Linked DNA regions of Arachis hypogaea: region 2 is linked to region 1. A link is a contact called in public Hi-C data. All regions are on one chromosome and are shown on one strand. The core of a region is the stretch at or near the end of the contact, and the rest is flanking DNA. Distances in the headings are between cores, read along the strand shown.

Region 1 (6,630 bases), core at 1,055-3,554:
ATATTCATCCCCGATGCTCTACAGAAGCTTTGGAGGGCATGCATAACACATTCTACCTGAGATTTTTGCACTTTACAAAACAGAAGAAGATCGTCTGTAAATATGAGATGAGAAATTCTAGGACCACCCCTAGTCACTGCCACTGGATCCCAAATGCCCGAATCAACCTGATTAGCAATGTACCTAGCTAGGCGCTCCATACATAAAACGAAAAGGTAGGAAGACATGGGGTCTCCCTGCCGAAGGCCTCTTCTAGGAGCAAAACTGTCTAATCTATTTCCATTCCATAATAAAGTCAACGAGGAAACTCGAACACAAGTCATAATTAATTTGATAGTAGACGAAGAAAAACCAAACTTGCCCAAAGTATGCTCTAGGAACCGCCAATCAATCCTGTCATAAGCTTTTTCCAAGTCTATTTTGAAAGCAAGAGTTCCTTTACAGGACTTGGTCTGTTTCATGAAGTGTAGAATCTCTTGAACAATGATTATATTGTCGGGGGCGTCCCTCCCTGGGATAAACCCACCTTGAAGAGGACCGATAATCTTTGTCAAAAAAAGGTCGAAGGCGATTAACAAGAACCTTTGTGATGACCTTATAGACCACATTACATAGACTAATAGGGCGAAAATCCTTGAAATAAGAAGGAACATCTACCTTTAGGATAAGCACAATAAGAGTCTCCATGATTCTTGTATCAATAAGATTACCCCTTAAAGCACTCTTCACAAGTTGCCAAAATATCCACTCCTACAATTTCCCAATACTCCTTAAAGAAATAAGTCTGAAAGCCATTCAAACCTGGAGCCTTAAAGGAGTTCATGCTAAACACTGCTACTTTAACCTCAGCAAGAGTCACTGGAGCAGTAAGTGTCTCACAAGCTTCAGCACTAAGGCAAGGCAAAATAACGTCTCCCAAGCAATCAACTTCTACCTCCTCTATAGAACAAAAGAGATTCTTAAAGAAAGAGGTGGCTTCTTATTGAAGAATTTCTGAATCTGTAGACCAGGAATCATAAAAAATAATAGCCTATTAATCTTATTAAATCTCCTGCAAATCAACGTTTGAAGGTGGAAGAACTTGGTGTTTTTGTCACCAAACCGCACCCATTGTTCCTTTGACTTTTGAAACCAAAACAACTCCTCCTGAAGTAAAATGCGGTTATAATCTTCATTAAGTTTCTTTTCTTTAATCCTTAATGAAAAAACATCAGTCACCTCCAACCTCTTTTGAATGGCGCTGATCTGATTCTCTAAATTCCTCTTCTTAGTAAAAATATTATCAAAAACCTTAGCATTAAAATCCAAGGACCCTTGCTTAACAGCATTTAAATTTGTAGGGATACTATGATTATTACCACTCCATGCATTTTGTACAACTTGCTTGAAGGAAGGGTGAGTACTTCAAGCAACTTGGAAACGGAATGGCCTATCTCCCTTTGGCTGAGAAATACCATGGCACCTTAATAAAATAGGACAATGATCAGAGTGAAGATGACATAAGATTTCAGCATAAGCCTCGGGAAATAAAGAAAGCCAAGAGCTATTGATAAGCACTCCATCCAGCTTCTTTGCGATATCTATATTATTATGAACTCTTCTATACCATGTAAAATTTCTGCCTATCATTCGGAGATCAAAAAACCCACAATCATCCAAAGTTGAGGAGAATAAAGCAGCTCTGTGACTGGAGAAATGACCTCCATTAACTTCATCTTCTTTGAGAATTTCATTAAAATCTCCCATAACTAGCCAAGGGCCTTCAAAAGAAGTTGCCAAACTAGAAAGATACTCCCAAAGAAGAATTCTATGCTCAAACTGAGGGCTAGCATAAATTGCACTACACCTCCAATTATAAGAACCCAAATAAAAATCAAAGGTAATGCATTGATCAAAGCTATTTATTAGCTGGCAAGTTAAGTTGGGAATTGAAGAGAGGAACCAAATTCCCCCTTTATGCCCAGCAGCTTCAACAATTCCTACAATATTATAACCAAGACCCTCCCAAAAGGATTTCAAATTATTGAAAGAAGAGTGAGTTTCAACAATAATAAAAAAAGATGGATGAAATTTATTAACTAATTTCTTGCAGTGAACCCGTGCCAATTTGTTTGAGGCACCCCTAATATTCCACATCAAAATATTCAGTCTATCCATAATCAACAAAAAAAAATTGTACCCAAGCTTGCGACTTCATACTGCGGCTTTTGCCATTGTCGTAGGTCCACCTTCCACACTAACCCCTTCTTCACGCGCCGTTGCATCTGTTTCATTCTGGTTCACTGGGGAAGATTGCAAAGATGCTGGTCTGTGTCTCTTTCTTGCCGTTTCAATAAGAGGAGAATGAGAAACAATGCTCTGTTTAGCTTTTTCTGAAAACGCTTCAGAGATGCCAAATACCTCAGCCTTATTGGCCTTGACCCCTTTCCTCACCTTATTAGAACCAAGCTTAGTCTCCTTATGGCCCAAAGAAAAGCCTATTCTCTTTATGTTTGCATATCCTCCTTTATTTATTGCTTGGGTTTTATTATTCATAGGCCCAATTGAACCATTAGAATAATGTGGACCCACCGGAGCCTTACTTTTCCTAACTACTTTATTCCATTCATTTCCTTTATTAATACCCCCATCCACAACGTGAATAGCCTTGTCTTTTCTACCCACTTTAGTCCATCCATTATTTATATTAACTCCTTCATCAAGAACATGATTTGCATGCACATTCTTCTCCATAAAATCCGCACTATCCTTAGCCAAACGATCATTCCCGCTAATTGCTCCAAATTCAAAAACTTGCTTGACTTGGTACACCGCCGGTGATAGGATCTTCAATTGATTGTGAGCATCAACCACCGTCGCACCACTACCTATCTTTTCCAAAGATGCAGTGGATGCCGCACCCAAGGGAGCTTGGTGAGAAGGAGTCTCTTTCGGTGAGCTCGTCGCTAATATGAAGGCTGGAGCTTTGTTATTGGTTTTGCAATCTGCTAGTACATGCCCGTAACACCTATAAGTACCACAGATTAAATCTAAACTCTCATATTCAACGCAATATGTGCTACCATTTACCAATACCTCTGTGACAACAGGCAACCCCAGGTCTATCTCCACACAAGCCCTTGTAAATCTTCCTCTCTCTGCTTCCTTAGTGGCGAGATCAATTTTGATAGGGTTACCAATTGCTGCTGCTATACGATGCATCGCTTCTTCTTGATAGAAAAGAATGTTTAAGCCTGAAATGCGAATCCATACTAAAGTAGTTCCAAAGGAAGCATCATTCGGATGAAAAGACGGAGACCATGGTTTAACTGCTAAGTTATATCCTTGGATCATCCACAGTCCTCCCAAAAGAATTTTCTCTCTATCTTCAATCAAATCACATTTGATCATGAAATAACCAAAACCCACGTCCATAACTTCGTACCCTCCATGCAGCCTCCACACATGCTTGAGTTTGAAGACCATCGCTGAGTAGCTAAGAGGCTTGCCAAGAACTTTTATCACAATAGAACCCAAGTAAGGTTCTGCTAACGCTTTGAGTCCTTCCTCAGAGAAAGTAACACTTGGAGGTTTGGAATCGCCTTGTTTGCCTTGCACAGTAGCCAAACGATCTCCTACAAGTGCACCATCCATGCATAGAGGTTTAGGTTTAGAAGCTCCTATAACTTTATCTCGAAAAGAAACTTTCAAGCCCTTGTTTTCACCCTCTTTGACACCAGTTGATCCCACCCCAACACCCTCCTTGACACTAGAAGATCCCGCCCCAATACTCTCCCCCCTTGTTGCTCCCTCCGGCCTAACCATAGACCTTTCTATGTTTCCCTCGCTCATATATATCTCTCTCTCTCTCTCTCTCCGCCTAACCTATATCAGTACAGACAAATGTTAGTACACTTTTTAGTTTTGACAAATTTTGATGATTGATGACAAACTTTTATGTTTGATATTTATTTTTAGATATTTCTTGTGTGTTTAATTTTTGTTGAGCGATTATTTGATTATTGATTAGCTCTGATTCTATTGTGCTGTTGTTTTGTGTTGTAATTTTATTATTTTAATTTATTGATTATTGATTAAATATTTGTGATATATAACCTCTGCTTTCTAAGTACTTAAACTTTTGTGTTTGTGCACCACATTGGAAAAAAACTATATGATTTTGTCAATTACCCTTCTTAGGAGCCTAATGAAATGGTTTTTGTTCCCTTTCCTACAAAATCAAAAATTGGTATGCTTTTGTTAGTGATAAGAATTTATTTGGATGTCCAAAACTATGGTAATGACATGAATTTATTTTTGCTTCCTGCTACAGATGATTGATGATCAAGATCTAGGTTTTTTTGCCAAAGACTTCATTGACACTAGATAAAATTTGCTAGATAAATATTTTGTTCAGAAATCACTTTAAATGATTATTGATTAGCTCTGCTCACTGTTATTGTGTTCGTTCTTTTCTACTCTGAATTTTACTGTATTGTTGTACTTTTGTGCTCATTGTTTTTAATTCAATGAAGTAATAGATGAATTGAATTAACTCAATTAAATAGTGGAGTAGATGATCGAATATTTGTTATTGGTTTGGTTAATTCAATGAATTTTTATTTTTATTTTTGTGACTATCTTACTGAGTTCAATAGTGATATAATGACTAATAAATAATAGATTGTTAATAGTTATGAAATCAAAGGTTATATTAGATTTTAATTGATATAATACTTTATAATTAGAAGATATTTTAAAGTTCATATTAGACTATAATTATGCTTTAGAGTATTTATTTATTATTTTATTATAAAATAGTTTTTTCGGTTAGATCATGATTAAACCGTTTGAACTAGTAAATCAGTGACTAGAGCGGTTCGATGACTGATCTGGTTTTTAAAACCTTGATTTTCACATTGATTCCCTTCCCTCGCGAAGCATATGCTCGCGTATGCGAGCTCCCTGTTTCGTTTTTTTTTTAACTAATTCCAAAATGGATTTTCTAAACTAGATTTTAGCATCCTAAAGCCAAATTTAACTCCAAATTAACTAAAAATTCTAATAAATCTAATAAAAAAAGATAATCAAATTAAAAAAATTATGAACAAATTTTTTTTCAAACAAACACAACTTAAGCATGAACAAGACCTTTTAACATAATATTTACACACAAAAATAAATTAAACTCCAAATTAACAATATTTTTTTTCAACACTATTTCAACTATCAAACATTCAATTCATATTGAAAATCTACCAAATTATGGCAATAATAAAGAGAAATATGTAAAAGAACAGTAAAAAGAGATGAGTTTAGGAAGGTTTTACCATGGTGGATTGTCTCTTACTTAACACTTTTATTTAAAGTCCTTAAATTGGACAATTGGTGAGGCTCTTATCATGGTGGCTTATACTTAAATTCATCCTTAAATCTCTATTGATACTTGGACTTCAAATGCTCTCCGAGATCCCAAGTCATATAAACCAAATCATAAAGATTTGTTAACCAAGCAATGAGCTCCCGAAATTGTTGATTAGTGAATATATATTTCGAAGTCCCAAATCTTGGTTGTCCACCCACCTTGTTGTTGACCTTCAAGCTTCCATCTGGACGACACAAATCTTGAATTCTCCTTTAAGATCAAAATCCTCATTCGAAATCCCATGAATTTATCCTTGCACTACCATTGGACTCTAGGTCTTGATATGTTATTCTTAGTGAACATTGATTCACATTGCCACCCGACATCCAATTCCTTCTTGCTTAGCACCCCAAGAAGAGTTTTAAGTTGACCATCCGTTTCTAACAAAGCATATTAGTGTGAGCCAAAAAAGTTAAAGAATGACACGTTTGCCCACTCAACTTGTATTTTGGATGATAGTAACTTAGGAAAGGAGATTTTCAATGGATACGCGATGGCTGTTTCTATTCCCTTTTACTCTTGTATGATGATCTCCACCTCTTGATTATTGACTTCTTCAAATTCCATCTCTTGCTCGTCAACTTTTTTCCATATAATCTTCATTGCTCAAAATATATTTCGGAGGTTGTGCATGTTCCTCCTCAAAATTGATTTCACATCCAATGAAAGAAGATTCAACAAGATCATCAAAGTCACTATTATATTTGGTGTGGAATCATTCTCAATAGTGAAGCTCGTTCCTTGCTCAACTTCTCCTAAACCTTCAACCACTCTGTCGAATTTAATGCACTCAATATTCTCACCTTTTAGCAATGAATCCTTCACTTTCTCCTCTTCAACATCCTTCGCTTGTTGCGCTTCACCCATCAACTCCTCTTCTTTCACTTGAGGTTCCAAGTTTTCTTTCCTACCTCTCTCTTCAGTTGATTCTTCACATTCATCTACGGAAATACTTTGATTGTGGCATGAATGTAGTGAGGCTAAGCGGGTTAAGGTTTCGGCTAAGGTAGCCATGAAGTTTCTTTGCCTCTTTTGGAATTATTTTTTGCTCTTGAAAAATAAATCGAAGCTCCTTTTGTTGTTAGATTAATGGTTGTTGACCTTCGTCCATTGAGGATTGTGTATATGGAGGTGATGGTTCAAGAGAGGTATGGGAGTATTGATGTTGGAATGGAGGTGGTTCAAAGGATAGTTGTTTATGAGGCTCATAAGGTTGGTGGTATGGT
Region 2 (6,065 bases), core at 2,792-5,291, 150 kb before region 1:
TAGAGGATTTAGAACAAAGGTTGATCCACCTTTTATGATATTTTCTTTCTCAACTAATTCTTAAATATCCTCACTTGTCAGCAAAATGCCAGATAGAACAATTTTCCCTTCAACCATATTTATAATATCCCTTTCCTCTACCAAAGTAACCGGCGCAAGGGGTATTATTTTTTTGTTTGATCAACTAAACCAGCTAATAATTTACAGTTTACTAAACCCACAACTTGCGAAAGGTTGAAGTCTCATAGTGGAAAAAAATCTTTACTTTACCACTAATTTGTGTAACATGACACAAGATGTAAGACACATGGCAAAGTGGAAGTTCATTCTAATTATTTTTCATGGCTAAGTCTTAGTTTAGAATAATGCAGTTTACCTTGTTATATAATCAGTATCGCCAGGATTTCTATTAAAGAACTACTATGGTAAAAAAAAAAAAGAAAAATCATTAATACATAGGAAAGCTCTGTGTGTTGAGATGAAAAATTATTGATATAGTTAGGACTTAGGTAGTTTCTTAATCTTTTTTTTTTTTTTAATATGTATGATAATAAAAATACTTCAGTTTTAATATATGATTTAATATTGTATAAGAGCAAGCAATAAGCTGTTTTTTCAATGCTTGCAATCTGCATGCAACATGACATCAATCATCGAGGTTCTGAATTTACCAAATGAAATGCAGAGCTTCGTGGTACTTTGATACGAAATGTCTACAAACAAATAAAATTTTTAGCACTTTGCAACGCTCAAAGCTGATCCTTGCATTTGGAGCTTTGGTTCTTCAAGATTGGGATCTAAATGATGATTGAGTTATTGCCTTTAAAATTGGGACAATGAACCTGCACAGATTCATTTTCTGTTAGAATTAAATTAATATTTTATGGATTCTTGCCAGCATTCTTCTTTTTGGAATTCACTTCATTTGCTTTGTATTGGTTTCTTTAATATTGTAGTACATTTAGCAAGGTTATTCCTTAGACCATGCAAGCTATTGATGAATTTTCTTGGTTGTTTTATACTTTCATGTAAACATCTACCTACTAAAACATAAGACTGAATTTTTATGAAAGATTGACAAGGAGACAGAGCCACACTCTGTTCTCCTCTCTAACATCTTTGGCAGACTTTCAATCACATTAGATAATGTACCATTTCTTCCAAAAGAACTATGCTTGTAGTATGTAAATGAAATGTGTCAATTCATAGTTGCATAGTTATATGTCAATTTATCTTTAGAGTTTTACATAGTTACATGTCAATTCACACTCTTTTTTCTTTCTTTTTTCTGATATACATATTAAATTAAGAAAAAGTATGAAAAAATGATAAACTGGAGTTTATAATTGCAACATGCAGGCTATAACCACAATCACTAGTAAAATCCATGGTAAAAAATTAGATATTATCATCACCCATCAACTGCTCTAATAATCAATATCATTAACCAAATGGAGTAAGGAAAACATCAGAAAGAACAAAGAAGAGATCCCATATCAATAATTCTCCATCAATAGTAATTAGCTTAAGCAACAACAAAACCATCCCTCCAGGGCAATAATAAAGAAGCTTGAGCTTAACGAGTCACCAACATACATTCAACTTAATATACTTCCAATTGATAGAAGGGAAATTAGGATTACTTACAGCCCTTTCAGAAGTTCTTGGAGGACCATCAAGAATCTTAATGCGAGCATGTGTCTCCTCCGCAATCTTCTTAATGAACTCTCTTTTACGTCCAATAATACATCCAACCTTCTGCGCAGGAACTAACATACGGAAGACACTCTTGCCAGGCCACCCGGGCCACTTCTTCTGGCCGCCGCCACCATCTCCACCAGTTCCCCCTACTGGTGCTGCTACTTCTGGTGGTGGTGGTGCTGCTGCAGCCTGCGCGACGGGCTCACCCTCCGCCACCTGCCCTTTGTTTTCTTCATGCTCCACGTTCTCTATCACTACTTGGTCTTGGTCTTGTTATTCTTCTCTCTCTCTTTTTTTTTTATTAACTTGGTTTCTACATTCTATAGGTATATTTCTTGGGTAACAGAAAAGTTCAAGAGGGTTCCACACTGGCCACCCTACTAACATCGTGACATTCCTCTAAATCCAATGAGTGTTTATATATGTATTTTGAGATCGCCTTCTAATGAGACCAGTCAATTAAACCAAACCAGAGGAGGTGCTATCATTATAGCCCTCAATAGGTTCTAACCTCCACTCACTTCCATAATAAGAATTTGGCAAGCCAAGCCAAAACTTAAAGGCCTCAGCAGATTTTTCCTCTCTATTCTCCTGTCTTGCCTTGCCCTTGAAGTATGCTTGCTGGTGAACATTCTTGAATGCATCTCCACATAGATTCTAGTGAACTTGGTCTTTTTTGGGGATATACCAATTTCTTTCATGCAAGCCACAATCTCCAAAGCCTTTCTAAAGAATGCAGCCCTCACACATATATCAGCCAAGGTATCTAAAAACCCTTCATCTGGCTTAAAAGGAGGAACACAAGAATTATGTTTTGAACCTTTTTTTACTATCTCCCACCTCTCCTTCACTTCATTCCAAAGCAAAAGTGCTTCTCCTGGCCTTCTTGCCAATGTGATTCCATTTGCAAAGCTTTCGTAAGTTCCCACATCAGGGTGGAACCCCTCGTCCTTCATCTTTTGAATTACTTTCTTTGCTTTCTTCAACCAAACTCAACCTGAAATACCCTTCAACAAACATGATCCATGTGATCACATCCACCTTCACTCGAGGATCATTCAACATTTCATCAAAGACCTTGTAAGCCAGCTTCGGCTGGTCAAAGAATGTGAAAGCTTTCATCATTGTCGTGTAACTATCCTTGATGGGAGCTATCCCTCTTGTTCTCATTTCATTGTAGGAGCCGAGAGCCCCAACACTGTCATCAACCAATATGCACCCATTCAATCAGTATGTTATAGGACAACAGATCAGGCTGAATACCTCCATCATCAACCATCTCCTTAATCAACTCTCTTGCTTTATCTATCTGAAATTGATTGCAATAACCCTTAAGAAGAACATTATATGTTATTCGATTCACTGCCACGCCAATCCTCATCATTTCAGAAAGAACTTGTCGTGCCCTATCCATGTAACCAGCCTTCACAAGTGCCGAAACCACGGTGGTATAAGAAACATGATTAGGAAGGCTACCGGCGCATTGCCTCTAGCATCCTCACAATATCAGTAACCCTCCCAGCTTTCATATAACCCTTCATCAGAGTGGTGTACATTCTAGTATTTGGAGCATAAGCTTTTGGCAACAACGGCAAATCATTGCAACCGTTAGATTCCATGAAATTCGGAAGCAATTTGGCAAAAACATTCTCAACGTCAACGTCGGCATCATTATCATCACTCTCATTTAATTGTTCTAAATTCAACTCAATTTCTCGTTCTCTTTCCCTTATTATCCTAGAAAGATCCCTTCTTCCTTCCCTCATTGCCAGAACTAATCTCTCAGCAGTTTCTAAATCGCCAAGATCAACATAAGAGGCGACAATGCAATGCAAAATTGTGACACAAAATGAAATCCCTAATTGAAGAATCCTCTCCAAAACATAAACAAGCAAGTGGTTCCTACCAGTTCTACAACACAGCTTCATCAAAATGTTGTAACTGAATGCATCAGGAACGACGTCGTATTGAGGCATTTCATTGAATACCTGCAAGAACATGTTAGAGTCACCCAAATTGGCATAGGAATTAAGCACCGCATTGAATGCAGCGATGTCAGGCATTGATGCTGCGGCGACTACGTCGCCACTGGAGAGTTTTCGGAGGCGGCGGGTGATGCCCTTGAAAAGACGGAAAGCCTCGGCAGGGCCATTGTCATTGTAAGAAGCGAAGCGGCTGACGACGGCTGACCAGGCCTTGACGTTAGCGTCGATTTGTAGGAAATCGTTACTAACAATCTGAGTGAAGAGGAAGAATAATCAGGAAGTGTTGGATCAACAATCTAGCGGCTAGGATTAGCTTAGAAAGATGAGAGTAACGATTTGATGGGAAGTGACACGTGGTAAGAGATAAAGAGAGGCCCCGCGTGAAAAGAGAGGGAGATAGGATAGCCAGCAACCGTTGGATCGAAGATCTTGGCTGGGAGTTCAGATGGAAATCAATAATACCGATTTGTTGGAATGTTCCGTGGCGTGCATGCGAGGAGCGCTGTGTGGTCCGTGATTCCAGATGCACATTGACACTCTCTCATCTCACTCATCATTCAGAAGTCTGAAAGGCTAAATTGGTTAACTCTCTTCCTCGCATGCCTTTCTTTCCACCACCGTTTTTTTTTTTCATTTGAAGGTTTCTTGTTCTTTGGAGTTGCAGGTTTATTTTTTCCAAGCCGGTGAAGAAGAAAATTTCAATGGACAAGCATATTGTGAAATATCTTTGATCATTTTAGATAAGTAGTAGTGAAATAGCTCATGCGATGCACGGCAATAAATTAAGAAAACTGAAGTTAAACATAGTTTTTTATTGGTTGTTTGATAAAAAAATGGATTAAACAAATAGTGTAATTAAAAAGATATTTTTTAGAGCATAACCTTTATGAATGAAGATTATTAAACACCTCGCGATACACAACATTAATGGTAGAGTTTGAGTTTATCTCCGTCTTATTCTGAATCAACATTAATGGTAGAGTTTGAGTTCATCTCCGTCTTATTCTGAATCAGTAATCTAATTTCATTTTTTGACTTAATTTTTGATAATGCAACATAGAATTATCCATGTGTGAAAACTGGTTTTGGTAAAAATAATCCAACCCTGGTAAGAGTTTATTCTTGACTTGTTAATTGTCATGGCAAAAGAAACTATCATTAAGAATTGCCTTTGCTAAAATTTAAATGGTAGAATCTCATTATTTAGAACCATGTTTATTCGAGGTATCAATATAACCTGACCTGATCTATTCCTGGTCAAAACCATGCACTCAATAACATGCTTGCCTATCCTTCTGACTTGTAACTTGGTACGATTGCAAAGACCGTTTGATTGGTTAATATTTCTAAGAAGCATGACAGGTACTCCAGGTTTTAATTTTAATTTATGTGGAGATATCCCTGAGCAATTTGTTGCATTCAAAACATCCATACTAAATGTATCCAACTCAACCTCCATGTTACTCTCCTCTACATATAATGAATCAGAACTCAAGTAAATCCTTTCATCACCTGGCAGTGATTCCATCATGTTGTTGTTTACCTCGTTCACTACTTCCAACGTAGGTGCAAGGATGGTACGTTCCTTGAAATAATCAGGTTCTTTACATCCAGACAAAAAATTTGGATAAACAAATCGTACCAACCTTTCGAAAGAATTGTCTTCATCAGGTATGATTAACTCATCTGGAATCAATACCTCAGATTCACCATCTGTTGAGTCACCAGTTAAACCATCTCCAATCAAAAGAATCCATTTTGCAAATTCATCGACTTCTACCTGGTGTAGTAAGTTTACCCCACTATTAAGCCTCATGTTCTTGGTGAGTTTCAATACTTTGCATCGATTCCATAGATATGATGTTATTGATGCTTGAATGATGTCTTGACGTGAACCCATAGGAATGACGGGTAGAATTTGTCTAAAATCACCACCTAATACCACAACCTTACCACCAAAAGGTTCATCCTGATTGTAGTTAGTTTCAAACCTCAAGACGTCCTTCAGCGACTTGTCTAAAGCTTCGTAACAGTACTTACTTAACATTGGAGCCTTGTCCCATATGATAAATTTTGCCTTGCAAATCAGACGGGCTAATGATGAACCTTGTTTAATATTGCAAACAGAGTCCTCGTTAATATTAAATGGTATCCTAAACCTCAAATGAGCAGTGCACCCATTAGGTAGTAAGAGAGCAGCAATACCATTTGATGCAACATTTAGCACAATATCACCCTTGCTTCTTATTACAGTTGAGAGTGCTGTATACAGGAATATTTTACCAGTTCCACCGTATCCATATAGAAAGAAGAATCCACCTAAATTTAACTGAACAGCCTTAACAATCTCATCAAATGCATGGCATTGTTCATCAGTCA

The links. Hi-C and Micro-C count contacts between places; a contact is called where the count stands out from the background.
Region 2: a contact with region 1 is called in a Hi-C map of leaf, with 2.6 times the contacts expected there. The contact joins the enhancer-like site here to the promoter of LOC112716068 in region 1. A contact is called at or near these places in 2 of 8 Hi-C or Micro-C datasets (both in leaf).

The regions. Positions count from the first base shown.
Region 1 is chr10:97,691,142-97,697,771 of arahy.Tifrunner.gnm2.J5K5, reverse strand. LOC112716068 (pentatricopeptide repeat-containing protein At3g09650, chloroplastic) reads right to left here and starts at 2,304. Exons shown (of 3, transcript XM_025767921.3): 1 at 2,180-2,304.
Region 2 is chr10:97,843,922-97,849,986 of arahy.Tifrunner.gnm2.J5K5, reverse strand. It overlaps LOC112717784, which reads right to left. Exons shown (of 8, transcript XM_025769727.1): 8 at 4,861-6,065. The coding sequence ends at 4,861. It also overlaps the pseudogene LOC112717785. Among protein-coding and RNA genes, the nearest start is that of LOC112717784, 7.1 kb to the right of the region's middle. Within about 2 kb of position 4,041, at least 2 of the 3 cell types and tissues checked have open chromatin away from gene starts, as enhancers often do.